2 separate regions of the Triticum aestivum genome follow, and region 1 is linked to region 2. The links are chromatin contacts, called in public Hi-C maps. All regions are on one chromosome and are shown on one strand. Each heading gives the region's core, a stretch centred on a gene start, on an enhancer-like site or on the middle of the called end of the contact. The rest is flanking DNA. Distances are from core to core; before and after follow the strand shown.

Evidence for each region. Hi-C and Micro-C count contacts between places; a contact is called where the count stands out from the background.
Region 1: a Hi-C map of leaf shows a contact between it and region 2, with 3 times the contacts expected there. The contact joins two enhancer-like sites. A contact is called at or near these places in 1 of 5 Hi-C or Micro-C datasets (leaf) and 1 of 1 datasets of contacts at active chromatin or transcription factors (leaf).

What each region holds. Positions count from the first base shown.
Region 1 is chr2B:606,401,423-606,405,637 of IWGSC CS RefSeq v2.1, forward strand. No RefSeq gene overlaps it. Among protein-coding and RNA genes, the nearest start is that of LOC123046265, 33 kb to the right of the region's middle. Within about 2 kb of position 1,904, at least 4 of the 8 cell types and tissues checked have an H3K27ac peak or open chromatin away from gene starts, as enhancers often do. A contact at or near this core is called in leaf, where this site is marked.
Region 2 is chr2B:605,666,081-605,670,795 of IWGSC CS RefSeq v2.1, forward strand. No RefSeq gene overlaps it. Among protein-coding and RNA genes, the nearest start is that of LOC123046262, 330 kb to the left of the region's middle. Within about 2 kb of position 2,686, at least 6 of the 8 cell types and tissues checked have an H3K27ac peak or open chromatin away from gene starts, as enhancers often do. A contact at or near this core is called in leaf, where this site is marked.

The DNA.
Region 1 (4,215 bases), core at 654-3,153, 730 kb after region 2:
CATGAGGTACCGACCTTGTTCATTTATGCAAATTGCAACAACAACTCCAACAGTCCCATCATGAAACATGCCACCATCTACATGGATTTTAACGTGCCAATCAAAGGCGGTTTTCAAGCTCTTTGCACATTCACTACATGTGTGTGTCTCGCCGGATTGGCCGCACTAGACCGTGTATTCAAGGCATCCAACTCAACGATGAATTTTTCGATGAATAGGCGAGTTGACATTGAGCTTTGAAAAATTGACTCATGAATAGCTTTTGTACGTGCAGTCCCAACTGCCCAAAGTATGATGGCCATTTTCATGAAGTCCGCATGTGATAATGCATCCATCATGTTAAAAAAGCGAGTTTTTCGCACTGGGTTCGTAAGTCTCTGCAATAAGGTCAATTAACTCTTCATCACCTAGAACCCAAACACACCTCGAAACGGTACAGTCAATCAGTGAGTGCCTCCAGGAATCAATAGCTCTGCGCAACTAGCAAGAATCTGTGTCACACATTTTCCTTCTTGTTTCACGTCCTCTGATGGCAAATAATGCCTTGCCAATCTCCAACAAAAAGTCCTGATCTTGCCAGGAACTTTAGTGTTCCATAGGGATGTCCAACAGCTCTCTTCTGCCACACCATTAAAGTAGCCCCTCTCTGACCTAGCAAATCATCATTGGTGTTTCTTAAGTTGACAAGCAAGCGGTATGCAGACCAGAGAATTCTCCTTTCTTTCAAATTGCCATGCCCAGAAATCTGTCATCGGAGTCATACAAAGTGGTATGTTCTTTATTGCTTGAATGTCAAAGGGAATAAAAATTGCTGCAACTTGTCATCTCTCCCTGTTGCCGAGGTACTATCAATCAACTCATTGACAAGAGTTGGAGGATCGATGGCCAAACAGGCTACTGGCCTCATCACCGAGTCTCTCAGTATCCAGTTGTCAGCAGCCCAAACTCGGGTATTTGCGTCTTCCCCAATGCGCCTTATGATGCCATGTGAGAGCGCGTCTCTTCCATCCAAGATAGATCTCCATACTTGAGGCGGATGTGATCCCAGCTAGGCATTGAGAAATATCTCGCCTATTGCTAGATATATATACACCGCGCTGGCGCCCTTGCATTCCAAAATGGGCCTAGGCCCAACAACAGGACGCAAAGACATGGTTTCATGAAATTACTTTTCTTAATTTGGGTTTCTATGTTTTTGGCTCTGATTTTTTTAGCCAGCTTGGTATGTTTTTGCTTTATTTTTTCCCCTTTTCTTTAATTATTTCCATTGTTATCCTTTTATGTTTCTTTTTTCCTATTTTCCTTTCTTTATTGTTTGACAAATACAAGGATATATTTTTTAAGCAGTGAAAACAATTTTCCATAATACACAAGGTTTTATTTAAAAGCAGGGAGCACTTTTCAAAATTAAATAACCAATTTTCTATACGTTATTTTAAAAATGGAACATATTTTAAATATACAAAAAATAGATAATCAACATATACCTATTAATTTCACTATGAATATTTGTTAATCACATGGTTAATTTTTTGTAAAACATGGCAAAGACTTTTTTAATACACGATGATCATTTTCTAACACATGGTGAAACATTTTTCTAAAGTACACTTTGAACATTTTTTAAAAACCTGATGACCGATGAATACGTTATGTACATCTATATAATATTAGATAAAAATGCCTATTTTTTGGGAACATTTCAATATATATTATCAAGAGAAAATTTAAAAGAAAACAACAAAACAAACGATAACACCGAGGCGTGGTTCGTGGTCCAGGCGATGAAATACTACCCACCCTCCACCCAACTTGCGGAGCAGCGAGCAGGCTGAAGCCTGCGTGCTCCGCCACAGTGTGAGTTACCGATGGCTGGACTGGGACCTCCTATACGCTGGTTCCTATTCGGCGCCTTAAGCGCCCGTTATAGGTGTTCTCGCAAACGGGCGCACACCCACCCTCCGCGCTGGGCCAGCCCATCTGCCTATTTGTTTTTTTTTTCAAAACACAAAAGAGAGCGCCCGCGATGACTCGAACTGAAGACGTCCTGGTTCACAGTATTACACACTAACCAATCCGCCAATCAACATCACATGAAGACTTTGCGCTATTCCTATCTTTTCTTCTTGGTAGTCTTCGTTTCCGTTTTCTTTTCCCCCTTTTTCGTATTTTTTTCTTCCTGGTTCTACAAACTTTCGAAAAATTTATGATTTAATTTAAAAGAGATGAACTTTTTCTCAAATTTGATCAAAATTTTATGAACTTTTTTCAAATATGATGAACTTTTTTCAAATTTGATGAACTTTATTTCAACTTCGATGACCTTTTTTCAAATTCGATGAACTTTTTCAAATTCGACAAACTTTTTTCAAATTCGATGAAATTGTTTCATATCCGATGAACTTTTTTCCAAATTCGATGAACTTTTTTTCTACATCGCACAAAATAGATGAACTTTTGCTTCAGATTCGATGACTTTTTTCAAATTCTATAACTGTTTTCAAATTTGATGAACTTTTTTTTAATTTGATGAACTCTTATTCAACTTTGATGAACTTTTTAAAAATCTGGTGAATTGTTTTTCAAATTTTATGAAGTTTTTCCCAATTTGATGAACATTTCTTCAAATTCGATGGTCTTTTTTCAAAATGGATGAAAAATTTTCACGAACTTTTTTCAATATCGATGAATGTTTTTGAGTTTGTGAACTTTTCTTCAAAAATGACGAGTGTTTTCAAATTCATGACATTTTTCAGAATAATTCAAAAATAAAAGTGATATAACAGAGGGTATTATGCAAATAAATAGCTTGGCCATGCTGTTCTTATACTGTTGTCACTGTTTTCTGTCATGAATGTCCCTTGGCTCTAGTAGTTAACTAAACTCAGAGAAGAAGGCACCGACCTAAGTTCGAATACAGGAAATGCACTTTTTTGCACAACATGAATGTCCGTTGGGAGAAGCCACAACATGCACCCCTAGCTCCACGATGCCCAGTGTGCCCGTTTGGACCGGCCCATCTGCTTTAAAGTGTTCAAGGAATCATAACATTTTTGCAGATTCAAAAAATGTGGACATATTCATAAAAAAACAGGATTTCCAAAATTTCTTCAGGAAATCAAAAAATGTTCATGTATAGAAAAATATTAATGAAATAGAACAAAACGTTAACCATATCAAAAAAAATCCATGAATTTAAAACATGTTCTATCAATTCACAAATTATTCGTGAATTACAAAATAGTTCATTGATTCTTAAAATGTTCACTGATTCTTAAAATATTCAATGATTCAAAACATTCATGCTTCCAGAAAATGTTTGTTAAAACAAAAAATGTTCGTGAATGTATAAAATTGTTCCACCATTTTTTTTGCGAATTTATGTTAAAAGTTCAGGAATAAAATTTTTGTTCTGATCTCTAAAAATGTTTGCCAATTTGATACAGACTAGAAATGTTGACTGTTTAAAAGAAATGTTTATGATTTGCATAAATTGGTTTTGATTTCAAAAAAATGTTCAAAATTATGGAAATATGTTTTAAAAAAAGAAGTGAAAAAAGGAAAGAAGTAAGTTTGAACAATAAAAAATAATAAAGAAAAACCCAGTCAAGCGAAGTTTCTACAACTTTCCCAAAACCGGCAGGGAAGAAATTCGACAATGGGCTGGCCCAGAACAGGATCAAAGGCAGAAGAAAAAACAGAAAAAAGGTCCAGTGAAGGTTCTAGAACCTTCCCAAAATCGACTGGAAGAAATTTGGAAATGGGCCGGCCAAAAGAGTATCGAAGGCAGGAGGGGGCATGCGCTAGGTCATTCATTTTTCTTATACATATAAAACTTTTTATATACATTTAACATTTGCCACGTGATTAATATATCATTAAATACTTGTTAAGCATTTTTCATATACACGTAGATTCTTTTAAATGAAACAAAAACAATTTTTTATATGTAGGAAACATAGTTTTGAAATGTGTGGACAATTTTTTAAATGTATCTGACGTTTTCTTGGATGGAACAAAATACTTTTTAAATTACACGGGCATTTTTTATGTTGGTAAAGTAAGCAAACATTGCTTTACGCTCCATGAACATTTATTTAATGTGTGATGAACACGTCTAAGAAAATTAACATTTCCATAATATATCCATCGGAGTGCCTGTAGGCGAGCTCGGCTTCTGTCTCTAAAGGCGAGACATAGGGAGTTTCTAAACGG
Region 2 (4,715 bases), core at 1,436-3,935:
ATGTCGTTGAATGGTTTGGAGGACAGTGGTATCCCCTGCCTACTGGAGTTCAAGTCTCAGAGTTGACATTGGTGCGAAGCGATATGTGTTTAGTGGGAGAAGACGTTCCCGTCGACTACGAAGACGTTGTGGCTACTTCGTCAATCTCAAGATGATGTGGCTCAGTCTCTTGGAGGCGCTCATAAGGGTAGGGTGTGCGTGGGTATGTTCATAATGAGTATATGTGTGTATGTATGAGTGTCTGTATCTGTACCATGTTAAGAAAAACCTGTCACCGGTTTGCTCGAATCTCGTCGTTGTTCGTCTACGTTCGTGTGTCTTCGGTTTGGATCCTTCCGATCTACGTTATTTTTCATCGGCGGCGGTTGCTGTTCTGGGGTGCTGGTCCTATGGGGCCTTAGCACGACGACTTCCCGACTGTCTACTACAACAAGTTGTGCCCGGCTCCGACGATGGAGGGGCGATGACGGCGGCGCGCCTTCGGCTCGCTTCGGTGCTTGTAGTCGTCACTAGATGGTCTACGAATCTGGATGTAATTTTTATTTCTGGTATTCGTTGTACTGCTATGATTGAAGATGAATAGATTGTAAGTTTTTCCGAGAAAAAAAAACCCTGTCACCGTGCCTTTTTTGTGACCCTCCTTTTTCACTTGGAAGTTATCCTACATTGTCGTAAATGTGTAAATATGACTATATCAGGTTAAAAAGGACTGTGGTAAAGGCAAACGGAACGGGTCTTGACTTTCTTTCCACGCCGATCTTGTGTCTCTGTTTTCTTGAGGGCTCAGCTCTGCAAGCAGCTCAGCACAAAGGAAGAGAACGAGAATCTCCGGCAACAAGACGTTCGATCTTTGAAGCTTCAGTGTCAAGCCTAAGATGACAAAGTTTTCAACTCTTGGTACAGTCATGGACTCGTAGCTCATAGCAGTACTTACTATGCGAGTTACCCCTGAAAGCACTCGGCTTTTACATGGTCGCCGCAAACTCGTGCCTCCGTGAAACGGACGCTCGCCCAGACCTACCAGTCACAAAAATGTGATAATAGGAAGAAAAAAGAACATCCCATGACGTAGGATTTCCTGGTCACAATCTGCCTTCTGTCAAGCTTGCAACGCGCTTACACCAAGAGAGCCTATGGAAACGTGAGAGTTAATGCACGGACATGGCTGGACCCTGGATTAGTTGTTGCCCACTGAAGCGAAGCATGGCGTGATCTCAGCCGCCGTGTTTTGACCGAACTGGTAATGCGCCTTGAATGCATTTTTGGCGGCAATGATGGATGACGCTGGCTCGTTGCCGAAGTCGTTGGAGGCAGCACCACCATGATGATGACGACGAGCGCTGCCCTGCCCCGCCCCGCCCCGCCCTGGCACGGGACACCGGAATCTGACGCTCCCGGGCGGGCGCCTCCCTGTCTTTCGCTCACGAGCGGTGGATATTTGCCCTGCCGCTGCCTCTGTACCGGCCAGCCAGCCCGGTGGTCCAATCTCATCCGTTGTGCTGGTTGTTGCAGCGGCAGGGCTTGCTTCACGCTTGGTCTTCCTGTGCGCGGGGCCAGCGGCGGGCATACGTGTCGACCCGTCGTTCGCGCGAAGCACCGCTGCCTGGCGTGCATGGTCGATCGGACGGGCTCGGCTTCCGCTCCGGGTGAGCATGCAGGGCAGGGATTTGCATGCACTCTCTGCAACAGTGCTATGCAGTGCAGGTAAAGGGGAGGCCCAGAGTGAATGATGCGACGTAGCCTGTCGTCCATGCATCTCGTCGCCAACAACATGGCCGGCCGGGCTGGCTGGCTCGATGGCTATAGTGGCCCTGCTGTGCTGCACTGCACTGCACTGCAGGGTCGGGCGTATGCGTACCACTGGATATGTGCGTGTGGGCACTGTGGCGTTCAGCGCCAGCCAGCGTAACCCTCAGGCATGCACGACCAACGCTCAGATTTCCGGGTTTTCCTCTCTCAAATCATCATGGGGCGCAGAAGAAATCGTTGTTTTCTCGGACAGGCAGTCATGCAGTTTGCAAGCTAGCTAGCAGTGGCATGTTCATTGTTGAGTCAAGGTTTGAAAGTCTAGACCCATTGAGGTGAGCACCCATTTTCGTTTGACCCTGGAAAAACAAGCACCGCCCTCTCGACCGGCATGCATTATGTCAAAGCATGTTGCTTTCGGGGCGCTCGATTCGCGCAACAAGTTGCACCGTCACCACGTACTCGTGCCACACAGCTAGCAGGGCGCCGATCGACCGTGTCTCCTACGTTGGAATAGGGATCTCCCCGGCGACGACGACTCCGTCGTCTGATCGATCCGTTGTAGCGTAGTAGTAGCAGGGTATTCCGGCGGGACGACGTCCGCGGTCGCCCGCGGTGACCATGCCGACATGCGCAGCACCGTGCCCATGTCGTCGGCACGTCACGCCGCGAGCGGTGGTCAAGGAAAAACCAAAGCGCGCTCGATCTGCCTCTGCAGGCGACTCGAGAGGCTTCCCTGGGTTATTGGCCGGGGTAGGGACATGTCTGGATCGGCGTCGATCCATGGGTACAGGCCACTGGCCAACGGGCGCAATTATATTTTCCATTGCGATCTGACTGTAAAGAGGATAATTGGTTGGTTGGCTAGCCCTAGCCTAGCCAGCGGCCTGGGGGGAACGGGACTGTTACAGATTGCACGCCACAGTTAGATAAAGTGGCCGGAGGCTAGCGGGCTAGAGAGGCTGACAGCGATCGAAACGGGCACTGCACTGCACCGACTGTCGTTTTTGCTACAACTTGTTGCGTGTCTAGTCCAGGCAGTGCGCGAGTGGGTGGGAGGGAGGACCGAATCCAGCTCGAGCCAAGGGTCCCGGGTGATGATCGGTCGATCGAGCAGCTGGATAAGCTCAAGGACCCTTCCTTTATGGTGATGCATATTTGAGATTATTCCAGCTCGGGAGCAGGCATCTATCTGCTCTAGAGTTGGTGCTGCAGAGAATCCCTGCATCGCCCCCGCGCATCATCGCTGCATGGGCATACCAAGGGAGTCATGGGAGAGAGAGAGAGAGAGGGATCTGTTGCCCAACTGCCAGCAGCTGCTCCCCTGAGCCAGGTCCGTGCATGACACCACCCTCTTGCTCCCCACAGACGCAACAAGAGGGGAGGAGACATCAGAGGGTTTGTTCCCACGGGAACCGTGCCTGCGTAAGTAAGAGCAACGGGGCAACCCAAACACAAGCGCTCCTTGTCCACTTTTCGTCCGTATGAATCGGTCAGACGGACGTGTGGGTCTGTATTCTCAAATTGGTCGGTTTGACTGCCCAAAGGGAGGCGGACCCAAATCTGCTGGCATAGCAACAGAAAAAAAACAGCACGCGGAAATAAACATAATTAAACATAAATGACCGGTCAAACGCCGACCAATGCCCACTTAAACCTAATTAAACATTAATTAAAACATAAAAAAAAGTCCGCGCCTGCACGCTGCCCTAGACGTCATCGGCCTTGCCCTTGCCCTTAACGTCGACGTCGCCATCGCCGGGGAGGTCGATGAAGACGGAAGCTGGGCCTGCCCACCCGAACGTCACTCGTTAAGCTGCAAGGGCAGCCTCCTCCGGCATCTGCTGGGGCGGCGACATTGCGGCTCGCCGTGCACGCTCCTCCTCCTCCTCCTGCCGCAGCGCCTCCACGTCGAGTTTCAGCAGCTGCTCGTAGCGCATCTGCCACTCGCCGTGGCCCTCCTCCTGGGCGAGCCACTGCGCCTTCCAGCGCTCAAGGTGGGCCGCCTCCTGCCCCGGCATCGCGGTGTCGTGGACAGTGAAGGAAATATGCCCTAGAGGCAATAATAAAGTTGTTATTTTATATTTTCTTACTTCATGATAAATGTTTATTATTCATGCTAGAATTGTATTAACCGGAAACTTGATACATGTGTGAATACATAGACAAAATACTGTGTCCCTAGTAAGCCTCTACTAGAGTAGCTCGTTAATCAAAGATGATTAAGTTTCCTAACCATAGACATGTGTTGTCATTTAATGAACGGGGTCACATCATTAGTAGAATGATGTGATGGACAAGACCCATCTGTTAGCTTAGCATAATGATCGTTCAATTTTATTGCTATTACTTTCTTCATGTCAAATGCATAATTCCTCCGACTATGAGATTATGCAACTCCCGGATACAGGAGGAATGCCTTGTGTGCTATCAAACGTCACAACGTAACGGGGTGATTATAAAGATGCTCTACAGGTATCTCCGAAGGTGTTTGTTGGGTTGGCGTAGATCAAGATTTGGATTTGTCATTCCGGGTATCGGAGAGGTATCTCTGGGCCCTCTCGGCAATGCACATCATAAGAAGCCTTGCAAGCAATGTGACTAATGAGTTAATTGCGGTATGATGCATTGCGGAACGAGTAAAGAGACTTGCCGGTAACGAGATTGAACTAGGTATGAAGATACCGACGATCGAATCTCGGGCAAGTAACATACCGATGACAAAGGGAATAACATATGTTGTCATAACGGTTCGATCGATAAAGATCTTCATAGAATATGTGGGAGCCAATATGAGCATCCAGGTTCCGCAATTGGTTATTGACCGGAGAGGTGTCTCGATCATGTCTACATAGTTCTCGAACCCGTAGGGTCCGCATGCTTAACGTTCGATGACGATTTGTATTATATGAGTTATGTAATTTGGTGACCGACTATTGTTTGGAGTCCCGGATGAGATCACGGACATG